2 separate regions of the Mus musculus genome follow, and region 1 is linked to region 2. The links are chromatin contacts, called in public Hi-C maps. All regions are on one chromosome and are shown on one strand. The core of a region is the stretch at or near the end of the contact, and the rest is flanking DNA. Distances in the headings are between cores, read along the strand shown.

What was found. A called contact is a pair of places that touch in the nucleus more often than the background predicts.
Region 1: a Hi-C map of Sertoli cells shows a contact between it and region 2, with 2.2 times the contacts expected there. The contact joins the promoter of St14 here to the enhancer-like site in region 2. A contact is called at or near these places in 1 of 15 datasets of contacts at CTCF or cohesin (embryonic stem cells), 5 of 484 Hi-C or Micro-C datasets (the HL-1 cell line, Sertoli cells and embryonic stem cells), 7 of 115 datasets of contacts at active chromatin or transcription factors (T-cell acute lymphoblastic leukemia, embryonic stem cells and microglia) and 1 of 9 other capture datasets (adipose tissue).

What each region holds. Positions count from the first base shown.
Region 1 is chr9:31,129,347-31,135,143 of GRCm38.p6, reverse strand. It overlaps St14 (suppression of tumorigenicity 14 (colon carcinoma)), which reads left to right and starts at 3,345. Exons shown (of 19, transcript NM_011176.4): 1 at 3,345-3,598. The coding sequence starts at 3,518.
Region 2 is chr9:31,085,313-31,091,605 of GRCm38.p6, reverse strand. St14 (suppression of tumorigenicity 14 (colon carcinoma)) reads left to right here. Exons shown (of 19, transcript NM_011176.4): 17 at 1-269; 18 at 1,068-1,204; 19 at 1,579-3,016. The coding sequence ends at 1,740. Among named protein-coding and RNA genes, the nearest start is that of Gm17508, 5.9 kb to the right of the region's middle. Within about 2 kb of position 2,450, at least 6 of the 459 cell types and tissues checked have an H3K27ac peak or open chromatin away from gene starts, as enhancers often do. A contact at or near this core is called in Sertoli cells, where this site is marked.

The DNA.
Region 1 (5,797 bases), core at 2,096-4,595, 43 kb before region 2:
TCGAGCAGTGCTTCTAGCTGACTGAATAGAAACCATTTAGTGAGATGGCCATCCAAAGCCACCGCCATGCCAGGCCACAGACAATGAGGCTTTGCTCAGAAGTGCTGTTCTTCGTGCTCAGAGATGCTCCATAGCCTACCTCAGGTCTCAAGAACCTTTGCTTTTAGCTCATAGAACTACATAGGTGTCTAATCCAGGGAAGGCACTCACGTGACAACATGAACACAGTGCATTCATTATAGATGTCAGCCACGGTCCTTCCTAGGGATCACTGTGTAGGAACAAGGCATCGACTACACTCTGTCCATGACAGAACTTTATCCTGACACTAATTAAGGTCAATCCATTTGGCTTAATCCCCATGAAATTACAGTATGCTTTTGTTTCTAAACTGTGAGTGAAAAACAACTCAACCACAGCTAGGGCAAGGGCTTAATAAACTGATAGTTAGCTTCATGAACTGTCATCAAGCATTCCATTTTGCAACAGCAGTTTGAGAGTCAGGAGAAAAATAAAACCATTCTATACGCTGTGCAGTAGTTTCGGGAAGAGGATACTTAGTTATGCTGGGGAAGAATGTCACAGATGTGATGTGCCAGATGACAGTTGGGTCTCAGCAGGAGTAGGCAAAGTGGTTATGGTTAACAGGGGGAGGGCTGGAGACAAATAGGCTTGACAAGGTGGCTTGCCAAAGCAGGGGGCTGCGAAGGCAACAGGCACAATTAGCGTGGAGGTACTTGCACGGTTGGTCCTCGTAAGTGCACTGTTGCCACACGAATCAGCTTGCACAGGTTAGCCATTGGCACTGTGTCAGACAGACCTTTCTTACTCCAGGAGACACAAAGTCGGTCGTGGCTGAGGGGTCTGTAACTGATACGTTCTCAGTTCTGCTCATTCCAAATCTCTCCTACACATCTTTGCCGCTGCAGGGTTTTCCTCTTCCTTGAAGGAGTGGCCCTCGAGCTTCCTGGTCCTGCTGTCTTAAAAGTCTTGGTGACTTTAAACTTGAGCTAGGTCTACATGCCATGACTCCCCCTTCCTTTATTATCGCCAGCTTAAACAGGTGATTTAGCCTGAGTTAGACCCACATATGCTCACCTTCTGAGTGACTTGCCTCAAGGACATGAGTGAGTTGGAGAAAGGTCTTATGAATGTGAACTCGACTTTCCCAGCAGGCAGAGTGTTCTGAGAAGTCCAGGAAGAGAGTTATAGCAGCTTTGGACTAAGCTGGTCTAGCCCAGGGAGGGGCATGGTTGTGCAGTGAGGGAGGCATGTGGTCAAGGCTGGCTCATTTGGTTCTGAGTTAGCCTTGTACAGTGAGAGATGAGAAGGACTGAAGACTATATGCATGTGTGCGTGCCATGAGTGTGTGTGTGTGTGTGTGTGTCATGCTGGATATCAAGTGCATGAATACCATATGAGACTTACTCTACCATTGAGCATCATCTCAGGTTTTGGGTTTTTAAACTGGCTACTCTTGGGGTTCTTTGTTGACAATTTAGAGACAAAAGTACTTAATATCATGTATATTGTTCTTTCTTTATTGAGGCAGGGTTTGCTATGTAGATCAGGCTGGCCCGTGTGTTTGCCACCACACCTGCCTTATATATACTTTATAACGATTAAACCAAACAGATTTAAGATGTTAGCATAAAGTTTACTTTGTCCGGTTGTTGGTCATAGGGATGTCCTAGGCATGCACATAGGGTGTGCATAGCACAGGAGGGTGACTCTTCTGCTGGACTTACGACAGATTTGTGGCATTGCCTGCACTCAAATGACCAGATGGGTGCCTCTCACAGACGAGATACACATTTAGCTTTCTGAGATAAAGGATGGAACTGCAGGAAGTTGAGAAAGAAAATGAGTCATTCTTTTCTCAACAGAATAGCAGGTCCAGAGCCACAAGTCCCTTCTAGTCTTTGCTGCCTCGAATCAGGCTAACTTTCAGTCATTCACTAATTAAAGGGTGTTTGTGCCAGTGGTAATCCAAAGCAGGGAGTTATTTTTCAATATGCTCCATTTGGCTTTGGAATTCTTTGCATGCAGTATAGTGGCAAATTTATTTCCCTGTGCATCACACTCACATAACTTAGACTTGGAAGACTCCGGTCAGTGAGACACAGTAGTGCAATGATAGAGAGACAGAAAGACCCAGTCCTGGCTCACAGGGAGGACGAGTCTGTGTCAGTAGACTCTCTTTGGTCTAATATCACCAGAGTTGTTACATCACTTATCTCCAGAATACATCAGCAGGGGGCTCTGCTTGCTGTAGCTGCTGTGGGACACAGACTCATAGAGATTTATGTTATTTTAAGAAGGGCTGGGTTCTAGGTAGAAACTTGGGGCTTGTTAATTTCAAAGTAGGAGTTCAAAGGAGCAAAATTTCATTTTGCTCATTCTTGTTTCCCAAGAGCTAGGACAGCACATACTATGAGCTCAGGAGTTTTGGTTCACTAATCAAGACTGCAGAATATCAGCAGAGAAATACCCAGGTGGGGAACACCTTTGGTGCCTGTGCTGGGAAGGCACGTATCCTTAAAGAAGGAAAGTGTGGGTCCTGCAGGATGACTGAGCCAGTAAGGGCTCTTACTGCCCAGCCTGATGATTCTCCATCCCTAGAACCCACAAGGTGCAAGGAGAGACCAAGTATCTCGCAAGTTGTTCTCAAACACGCAAATAAACAACGACAACAATAACAACAAATTAAAGGAAGGGAGTGTAGAAAAAAGGGAGGAGGTTGACTAGCGATCTAGTCTAGAGGTCAGAAAGGATTACGAAAATACAGAAAAGACGCTTTTCAAGACGGGATGTGCAGTCAGTATCTGATGCTGCAAATAGTTGGAGAAAGACTCTGGGGACCTGCAATCATTTCTCTGGGCACAGGCCACTGTCAGTGGCTCTGACAGCGAAGAAGAGGCTGCTACTGTCCCCAGGAGGGGACATGACACAGGAGGAAGGCCTGGTCTTAACAACAGCTGGCTACGGTTTTGAAGGGACAATAACGGAGACACAGGCATCTGGTAACATGATTGATTGTAGGGAAAGATCCACGGGAGAGAGATTAAAATTGTATTAAAGATGGTGGAGAGATGGCCAGTATCAAAGGACCGGACTGAAGGGCTGTGCTCCAGGAGAAAGAGCCACCCGTGACAAAGAGGAAGAAAGAGCCAGAACTCTGTGGTGCTCCTTTTCGGGGTTCTGGCGGGAGGGAAAGAGCTTCCTGGGGGCGTGGCGGAAGGCGGGACCGGCCGCAACAGGTGTGCGGGCGCCGGTGCTGGCTGGCTGGAGGGGCGGGGCGACCCTGGAGGCCACACCCTGAAACTACCTGAGCTGGGAGGAAGGATGAGAACTGGAGCCTCCGCCGCGGGCCGGGCGCGCTGGGCCTGCCCCGGAACTTGGCCCGTGCCTCACCTCGTCCCCCTCGTCCCTCGTGTCCCCAACACCCCGCGGGCCATGGTAGACGGCTGCCCGGAGGGACCACGCGTCTGAGACCGGCGATCGGACCGCCAAAACCATGGGTAGCAATCGGGGCCGCAAGGCCGGAGGGGGCTCTCAGGACTTCGGCGCGGGACTCAAGTACAACTCCCGGCTAGAGGTGGGCGAGGGCTGGGGACCCGGGGTCGGGCGTCCACAGTTCTGATCCGCGCGCAGCGTCGCCTGCGCGGGGCCCTCGGTTTCGCCCGAGCTCCGCTCTACGGCTCGTGGGTGGCCGGAGCTCGGGCGCACAGGTGGAATTTCCTGTTCGGTGGGTGCCTGGCCGCTGGTGGCAGGGCGGGGCCGGTCGGACCTCGGTCCCAGACCTGCCTCGCGCTGGGCACTGAGGAGGTGGGAAGCCGTAGGGCCCGGAGGCGTCGGGGTTGGGGCTGGCAGGATCTCCGTGGGGGTCACCATTGCTCTGGGCTATCAATCAGTGCTCCGAGTGGGTGACCTGGGCTATGGCAAGGACAAGTTGGAGACTTGTCTGTCCTTGGCCTCTGCACAAACTCGTTTTAGTCTTCCTGGTCAAAGGCGCTTTGGATCTTTTGTAAGGGTTGAACTCAGAGCAGAGCTTTGTCCACACAGAGTGTGGAGCCCTTGAGAAGGTGGCTGTCTGGGTAGTGGTGAAGCATGTGTCCTGAGCCTTCTGGAAGAAGCCTTTAGTAAGCGGGAAGCAGAAGCCTGAGAAGTCTCTTGAAAGACCTCAGAAGCATTTCACTTTGCTGCACACAGTGGGGGAGGGCGTTAGTTATCCTGAAAGACACACACGGGTCGTGGGGTAGTGGTGGCGCCGTGCTCTGGTGGGACTAGCGGCCAGGCTTTTTTCTGAACCGCAGCTAGAGGCTGGTGAGCGAGGCTTGTTGCTCTGGCAGAGGCAGTTTCCTGGAGCCGAGCCTCCCCTTCCGCCGCTTTTTCATGCACTCCTTCTCTGCTGACTTGGAGAAGACCAGATCTCGGGGGACCGTGAGCTGGGACTTCACTTCTCACCCCTTGTAACAGAGTCCCCGCAACCTGTGCTTCTGCCCTGCAGTGAGATGCCACCTGCTGCCGCCTTCTCCTTCTTTCTGTGATTGGGGTGTTTGCGAGTCCTTAGTAATTGCCTGCTTGGAACTCGTGCCTCCTCCGCAGGTAGCCTGCCGCTTGGTGTTTGACCTTCATCTGTTTTTCTCTCATTTTCGGTTTGCCCTTCCAGACTTCCCTTTCGAAGACGGGTGCTGATATTGAAAGTGGGTCCTCTGGTGACTGAACTCAGTCTCCTGTTTAGGCCACGTATCCCTAGGGTGGGAGCCAGGGTGGGGCTCACCACTCTAGTCCCTGGGCTCCTGATAGATTACTATTCACCAGGAACGCCTCTTTGCCCTCCTCCTAGGTTCTCATTCATCTCCATCACTTGGGTTACGCCTACTCACTTCTGCGGCTTCTTTCTCCTGTGTGGCTGGCTCACTCTGTCTTTTTTCCACTTTGGTTGAACGACCCCGGTATCAGTGCTGGGCCAGGGACTCACTACCCAAAGGGGCTCTCGGGGAGCAATAGGATGTGGTTGGTTCATTTAAGGAACTTAGACTTCCGGTACATGTGAACAGAAAGACACACACACACACACACACACACACACAATTTGACACTCAAGAGAGGAGCCGCAGCTTATTTTCCTCTCTCCAGGAAATCTTCAAGTATGACTTGAATGTTCCAGGCTTGAATGCTCCTGGCTGCGTCCCTTTTACACTTGGGGTCTGATGATCTGCCTTGACACTTTCTCTGACAGGTCTGTGTGGCTGTTGTCTCTTGGGTAGTTTCTGTCACAGAGACTGGCTGAAGTCTGGCTGAGTCCCAGGGGCACCACCACCACAGCTTTTGAGTTGTGACTTGTCTGTCTCCTTCCCAAGACTGATTCTGCTGGTCCCTCATGGCTCCCACAGAGGTTAGGAGTTATTCCACTGTGTTATTTTTCCCTGTCGCATGTATCCTGGGACTGTGTGTGCCCTGCCCAGGAATAGCAGGTGTGCAGATATCAGTTGTTATGGCCGTTAATGAGAATCGAAAAGTCTGTCTCACTGATTGGTTAGGTCAAACTTAACCAAACTGTTGACTGTTTGATGGTGGCTGTGAAGTTGTATATACGCATATGGGATATGCATATATGTTTAGTAATGATTTCCTTAAGTAAGACTGAGTGTTCCCCAACAGTAGAGAGACAGGTTGGGAACTTATAGATGTTCTGGGTCAATACTAGGTGTTTGGGAGCTAAGCCTTTCAGCCCTGAATATTTAGGGTCATCTGCTAATTGCTCAAACACTCACCCATTCATTCAGTCACT
Region 2 (6,293 bases), core at 1,201-3,700:
AGACTACACGATGTGGACGGCCTTCCTGGGTCTGCTGGACCAGAGCAAGCGCAGTGCCTCTGGGGTGCAGGAGCTGAAGCTCAAACGTATCATCACCCACCCTTCCTTCAATGATTTCACCTTCGACTATGACATCGCCTTGCTGGAGCTGGAGAAGTCGGTGGAGTACAGCACCGTCGTGCGCCCCATCTGCCTGCCTGATGCTACCCATGTCTTCCCTGCTGGCAAGGCCATCTGGGTCACAGGCTGGGGGCACACAAAAGAGGGAGGTGAGCTTCATGCCAGACCAGGACCTGCAGAGAACCCTAGGCCTTCCTGCCAGGCTATGGGTTCTTGCATACCTGCAGCCTTGTGGTGTCTGGGCTGCACAGAGTCCATCTTGGCATCAGGGCTGGTGGTTTACTCAACGTCCCGGTGCCTGGCAGGATGAAGCTGTTGGGGGTGGAAAGAAGGAGGCTCCTAATAAGAAGTGTAGGATCTGCAGGTTGGGCTCTTGATTGAAGCTCCGACTCTGCCACTGAACTGCCTGAGTGGCCGTTGCTTCATCTACTATCTGTGGTGATTCATCTGTGAAAGCATCGTCACTGAGTGTGCACTCGGGTGTCCCTTTTCTACGTGGATAAGCTTTCGAGCTGGGCCCACACATGTTACCCACTGTGGGTCCTTGAGCCCTGTGGAGGACAAGCAGTTTGTAGGCAAACTTTAGATTGAAAGACTCCATTCCCAGATTGGTATAGTTCATGGAGAACATTCATATAGAAAGTAAAACCGTGGCTGAGAGTTTGGTCGGATTTTCGGTGGTTTGTCGCTTTCCATCCATTTCCTTCCTTGCTGTGCATCTGACCCATCCGCAGCAGTTTCGCAGCAGTTTTAATGGCTCCACAATATCCTGCCGTGTGTTCTCGGCTACTGACCTATTTATGTGTCAGCCGCAGGCTCTTGGGTTATTTCCAAGCACTGCCTATAAACCTGACCAGTGAGGATTATCTCCAGTGCGGGTTTTCCCCATTGAGACTGGCTTACCCCGGGAGCTGCCTGCCTCAGTCTCCCGCTTCCTGTCTCCCCAGGTACCGGAGCGCTGATCCTGCAGAAGGGTGAGATCCGTGTCATCAACCAGACCACCTGTGAGGACCTCATGCCGCAGCAGATCACCCCACGAATGATGTGTGTGGGTTTCCTCAGTGGGGGTGTGGACTCCTGCCAGGTGCGTGGGGCCGAGGGGGAGGGGGAGGGGGGGGACCTTGAAAGGCGGAAGCTGGGACCAGACCAGGGAGTGGAGGAGCCGTGCAGAATGCGAAGGGAAAGAGGCAGGGTAAGGAAAGAGAAAGGCAGGGCAGGGGAAGAGGAGGGGGTGGGGCTAACTAGGCCGGAGCTGGGGATAGGTGGGGCTGGGGAGAGCCCGGCAGGGGTAAGCAGGAGTCCTGGGGAAGTCATGCTTCCGGGAGAGGTCAGTTGGCCATGGGAGAGGCTACTTAGGTTGAGGCAGCTACTAAGAGTTTAGGTAAGGGACTACTCACGCACAGGATTCGGTATTTATTTATTTATTTATTTATTTATTTATTTATTTATTTTGCGTAGGGTGACTCTGGTGGCCCCTTGTCAAGCGCGGAGAAAGATGGGCGAATGTTCCAGGCTGGTGTGGTGAGCTGGGGTGAAGGCTGCGCTCAGAGGAACAAGCCAGGCGTGTACACAAGGCTCCCTGTAGTTCGGGACTGGATCAAAGAGCACACTGGGGTATAGCAGCATGGACAGACAGCCGACCACAAACACCCACAGGGATGCCCGACATGCACACCTGGATACAGGAGAGGAACACTGACGACATTTATGCTGTGGCCTCCCCCCCCCAACACAACCCAGACTGTGAACTGCATCCTTAGGACTCAGAGTTCTTCCAAAGTGGGACCCCCTCAAGAGTTGGAGAGAGAACTTGCGTGCTAGCGGCCCAGCCTGGGGGCAAGGGTTTGATGGCAGCCTTCCCCCTCTAGCCCTGAGCTGGGTGAAGATGATGCTGTCCCGGAGAGCTGCTTCCAACTGTCATTGAGCTCCCGGGAGCCCTATGGGAGGAGGGGCTCAGGGTCACTCTTTTCAGGAAGCGCCAGCCCTAGGAACCCCAGAAAAGAGTGGTACCTAAGGCTGAAATTGTTTTGCTGTTGCCAGGGGTGGGTATTTGAGAGTAAAACATTTTATTTCTTTTTAGGTAATTTGTTTTTCTTGCTATACTACTACACCTCCCTCCCCCATCCCCTCTATGAATAGTTTTCTTTGCACTAAACTAGAACTAAATTTCCCCTAGTACAGACCCTGTGCAGACCACAGCGTCTTGTCTTCCCTAGGCCAAGGGCTGTCTGTCCTTGGTTATAACAAGTGCTCACTTGTAAGCCAGGCCCTGATTGCAACAGAAACTTGGTCAGAAGGAAGTTTGGGGGAGATGAATCATGTGACTGTCCAGGACTGACCCTGGCCTTGCCCTACCGGGGGTTGAGAGGACAGGCAGTAGTAGTCATGGTGACATGTCAGAGGAAGAGGGAGATGCCAAGTGTTGTGGGTTTGCTTTCGGTGCACAGGTGTCACACATGTTGTGTATACACACATGGATGCATACACGAGGTGCACATGGATGCAGGGCCCAGCATGGGATGGGTGGATGGGTTGCAGTTCGGGGGATGATGCTGTGTTAGTGATGGGTGCTTACACCTCCTATGCCATCCCTCTTTCTACTTTATCAAGTATTCTCAACTTAGTTGGAGTTGCCCAGGGAGGTGGGGCTGTAGATCTGAGGAGAGGTTAGAGATCTTTTGAAAGGCCCTTCGAAGGCTCCTGGGGCCATGCATGGGCTGAGGCTGAAGAAGGAGTGGCCTCTGGTAGATGTGGAGGTGACTGTGTCAGGGTCATGAGGGAAGCCAGCTCTGCCCATTGCTTTTCCCCAGCTCAGGCCTCCCGAGCTCCTGGACGTTGCTGTTGCTTACCATTGGCCTTTGTTAACACAAAGTTAAGACAGTTGTTCTGACTGCTCATGTGGTATTTGTGCTGTGTCTCTGATTCTAGTTAGAGTGTTCCCCAGGAAGACCCACGGTGTAAGCGACATTCCTGTCCTCCTGACATGGTCGCTTTTTCCTAGTGATATGGGGCAGAAGGATTGAGCCAGGGGCTATGTTAAGTGAGGGGTTGCAGGGCACACATGTGGGCTGATTCCGTGTGTGTGTGTGTGTGTGTGTGTGTGTGTGTGTGTGTGTGTGTGTGCATAGCCAGCTCACACACATGTGATGTCAGGGAGGCTGGTGCAGCCTGGGCCACCCACACAGCACCTCAGTGTCCACCACAGCTGCTGTCCACAGTAAGAACTCCCTCTCCAGCAGCAAACACACAGGCAGGGCTGCCTGACCTCGCTGCCTCTAGCCCCACTGTCCTAGGTTAATGGAATCACCTGGGAACTAGCTACCCTCAGGGCTCCTCTTCTCTTCTCCAGCAGAGCTTTGAGATCCTGCAGAACTCACAGGCTCAACTCCCCACTCTTTACACAGAGCTCCTAAGACCTCATTTTGGAAGCCACTCTGGAGACCTTCAGAGGATTACCAACACAGAGAAGCATGGTTAGCAGGGGTTAGTGCCACTCTGAGCTGTTATGGGCTAATGGCCATTGAGGGTCCCATGTGGTACCCTGAGCAAGGTCTGGTGCTCTTGATCCCCACGGTGCTGGGTGAATCCTGAAAATCCCTTTGGATTGACAGTCACATTTAATCCCTGGGAAATCAACCAAGTGTTGATGCCTGCTGGGGAGATGAGAGGTGCCACGGCACTGGGGAGCAGTTGGCTACATGGGTCTGTAATGGTATTGGGGAGTGGCCCATCTTAGCTCCACTGGGTGGGAGTGGGGAGGGGTGGCTCGTTGCCCAAAGTGTTTGGCACACATTTGTGTTTTCAATTCACAATACTCAGCACTGAGTATGTGACAGAAGATTCAGTTTAATTAGTGTAGGCTGCAGTAGCGGTAGCCAGTCCAGTGTGCAGGGTATGGGATGAATAATGCATTCTGAGACCACTTAACCGCCATGGCAGCCTGGAGAGAAGGTGTTGAGAGCCAGAGAGAATTTTACTCTACACAAGGCAGCTAGGCAGGGCTGTCTCCCCTGTGCCTGCAAATGCACGGAGCTCCATGCCTAGAAGGGCCCTATACTTGGTTCTACGTTCCACTCTTGCCTTTGAACAAGGGTCTTCGTATTTTATTTTGCTCCATGGATTCTGCACCTTGCCTTGCACCCTGGGCTGTTCCCAGGGGAGCCTGATGTGGGGTCAAGGATGACTGGGGGCCGGCAGGCTGTCAGAAGTGGTCATGACAGGTGAGACGTGATGTTGAATATCTAACCACCTAGCTTCTGTCATATTACACAGATGAAAGTCGCCTTAAGATCTGGGGCTGGCCGGGCAGTAGTGGCGCATGCTTTTAATCCCAGCACTTGGGAGGCAGAGGCAGGCAGATTTCTGAGTTCGAGGCCAGCCTGGTCTACAGAGTGAGTTCCAGGACAGCCATGGCTACACAGAGAAACCCCATCTTGAAAAACCAGGGTTACTTGGCTGTAGCTGGATCTATAAGAGAGAAGGAGGCGGAGGCAGTGCCAACGCAAAGCTGATTTTTCCCTATTCACAGAAAACTGTGCGGCTGGGCTTCCTGGAGACAGTGCAGTATTACGACTGGCCACATCAGCTTAGCACACATAGTGGGGTCTGTTCCCTGTCTGGCCGGCTTATGCTGGGACTCTCAAAGCAATTCATTTTCCGGTTCCTCCCAAACTGCCTTGACTTATTTTAGTCACTGATCACAACCTTAGAAGTTCAATGAACAAACTCAGATCCTGTTTGCTCCTGCTTCTATCAAGGTTTTGCAGGAGACGCCAGGAAATAGGTTAGAGAACAAAAATCTAGCAGAAGAGGGAAGGTTTCAAATCCCTGATCTAGGTTTAGGATTCCAGACTCAGAGCCACTGCGCAGAACTAGCTAGTAAATGGTCGTTCAGGTTTTTGTCCACACGGTGGCGATATTGTGCTGTCACAGAAGTGAGAGCCCCTCTCGAGGTGGGGCCTCTAGTTTCTAATTACCCTTCATCTGTCTCAGGGTTAACATGGAAGGGGCCCCAGCACAGTCTTTCTCTAGTCAGTCTGTCAGTCCTCATTTTGCAGGCAGGACCTGCTGACCGTCAGCGATAGAATCCCGACAGCTCATTACTAGGCAGGCTTGGGGCAGGGATGTGACTTCTGTCAGATGTTTCTAGGTGAGAAGCAGGGATAAAGCAGTTTCCTATGGGACATAACAGGTGCCTGTCACAGCTTAGCTTGGTGCTTACCACACACACACACACACACTGTGGGGGTGGGTGGTATGAGATATGCTGGCGTTAGAGTCTGTTAGAAGATCAGGCTGTGGCACAAGGCACCTCCTCTGAAGCAACATACAGGGTGCCTATGTGAATCAGTGCTACAACCTTCACACTCCCAGGCTTGGAGTTTGTGTGTTACCCACCTGGAACCTGTGTAAGAGAAATTGGTTCTTCCAGCCAGTGGCCCTCAGGCAGTAGAGCTTCTTGAAGCTGTAAAATGATAGGAGAATTCAGAATTTAATAAAGAATGGCACTTCCTATTTTTTTCCCCTTTCTTTTTTGTTCTTTGAGTTGGGGTCTTGTTGTGTACCTGGTCTAGATCGCCAATCCTCCTGCCTCACCCTACCATGCTGGCCTACGTGGTCTATGTATGGAAGTTTGCTAAATCCCCACAATAGTCCTATGTCTACATTTTTCAGAGAACATGAGGGGACCAGGACTTTAGGTGACCTTCCCAAAGCCCACACTTAGAGGACAGCGGACAAAGGATCTGAACACAGGTGGCACAGCCCCACAGCCACACTATCTATTTATTGTGCTGACACAAACGTCCACTCCTTGTCCTTGGTGTGTATACATACTACCCCTGATCCACAAAGAACAGAGACTAACACTTGGAGTGAATGAAGGTGGTTCACACTCCTCACACAAACGTCTGTAAATGATTTAATTTGGGGACCTGTTTTCCTGTATGTCAGAGAAGCTGCCTCAGGGTGGCTGAAAGGTGTGAACCAGCATGTGGGAGTTATTTTTCCAGGCATGAGTTCCCCCTGAGCTTTCTAAGCTCGGAGGTTCATTTCCAGGCTGGGCCTTGCTCTAGGCTAGTCATGCAAGTGCCTGCCTTTGGTTTTGCCAGCCTGGGAAGAATAGGGGTCCATCTACCAAGCAGGTGACTTCAGAGCCATCTCAATTTTTTAGA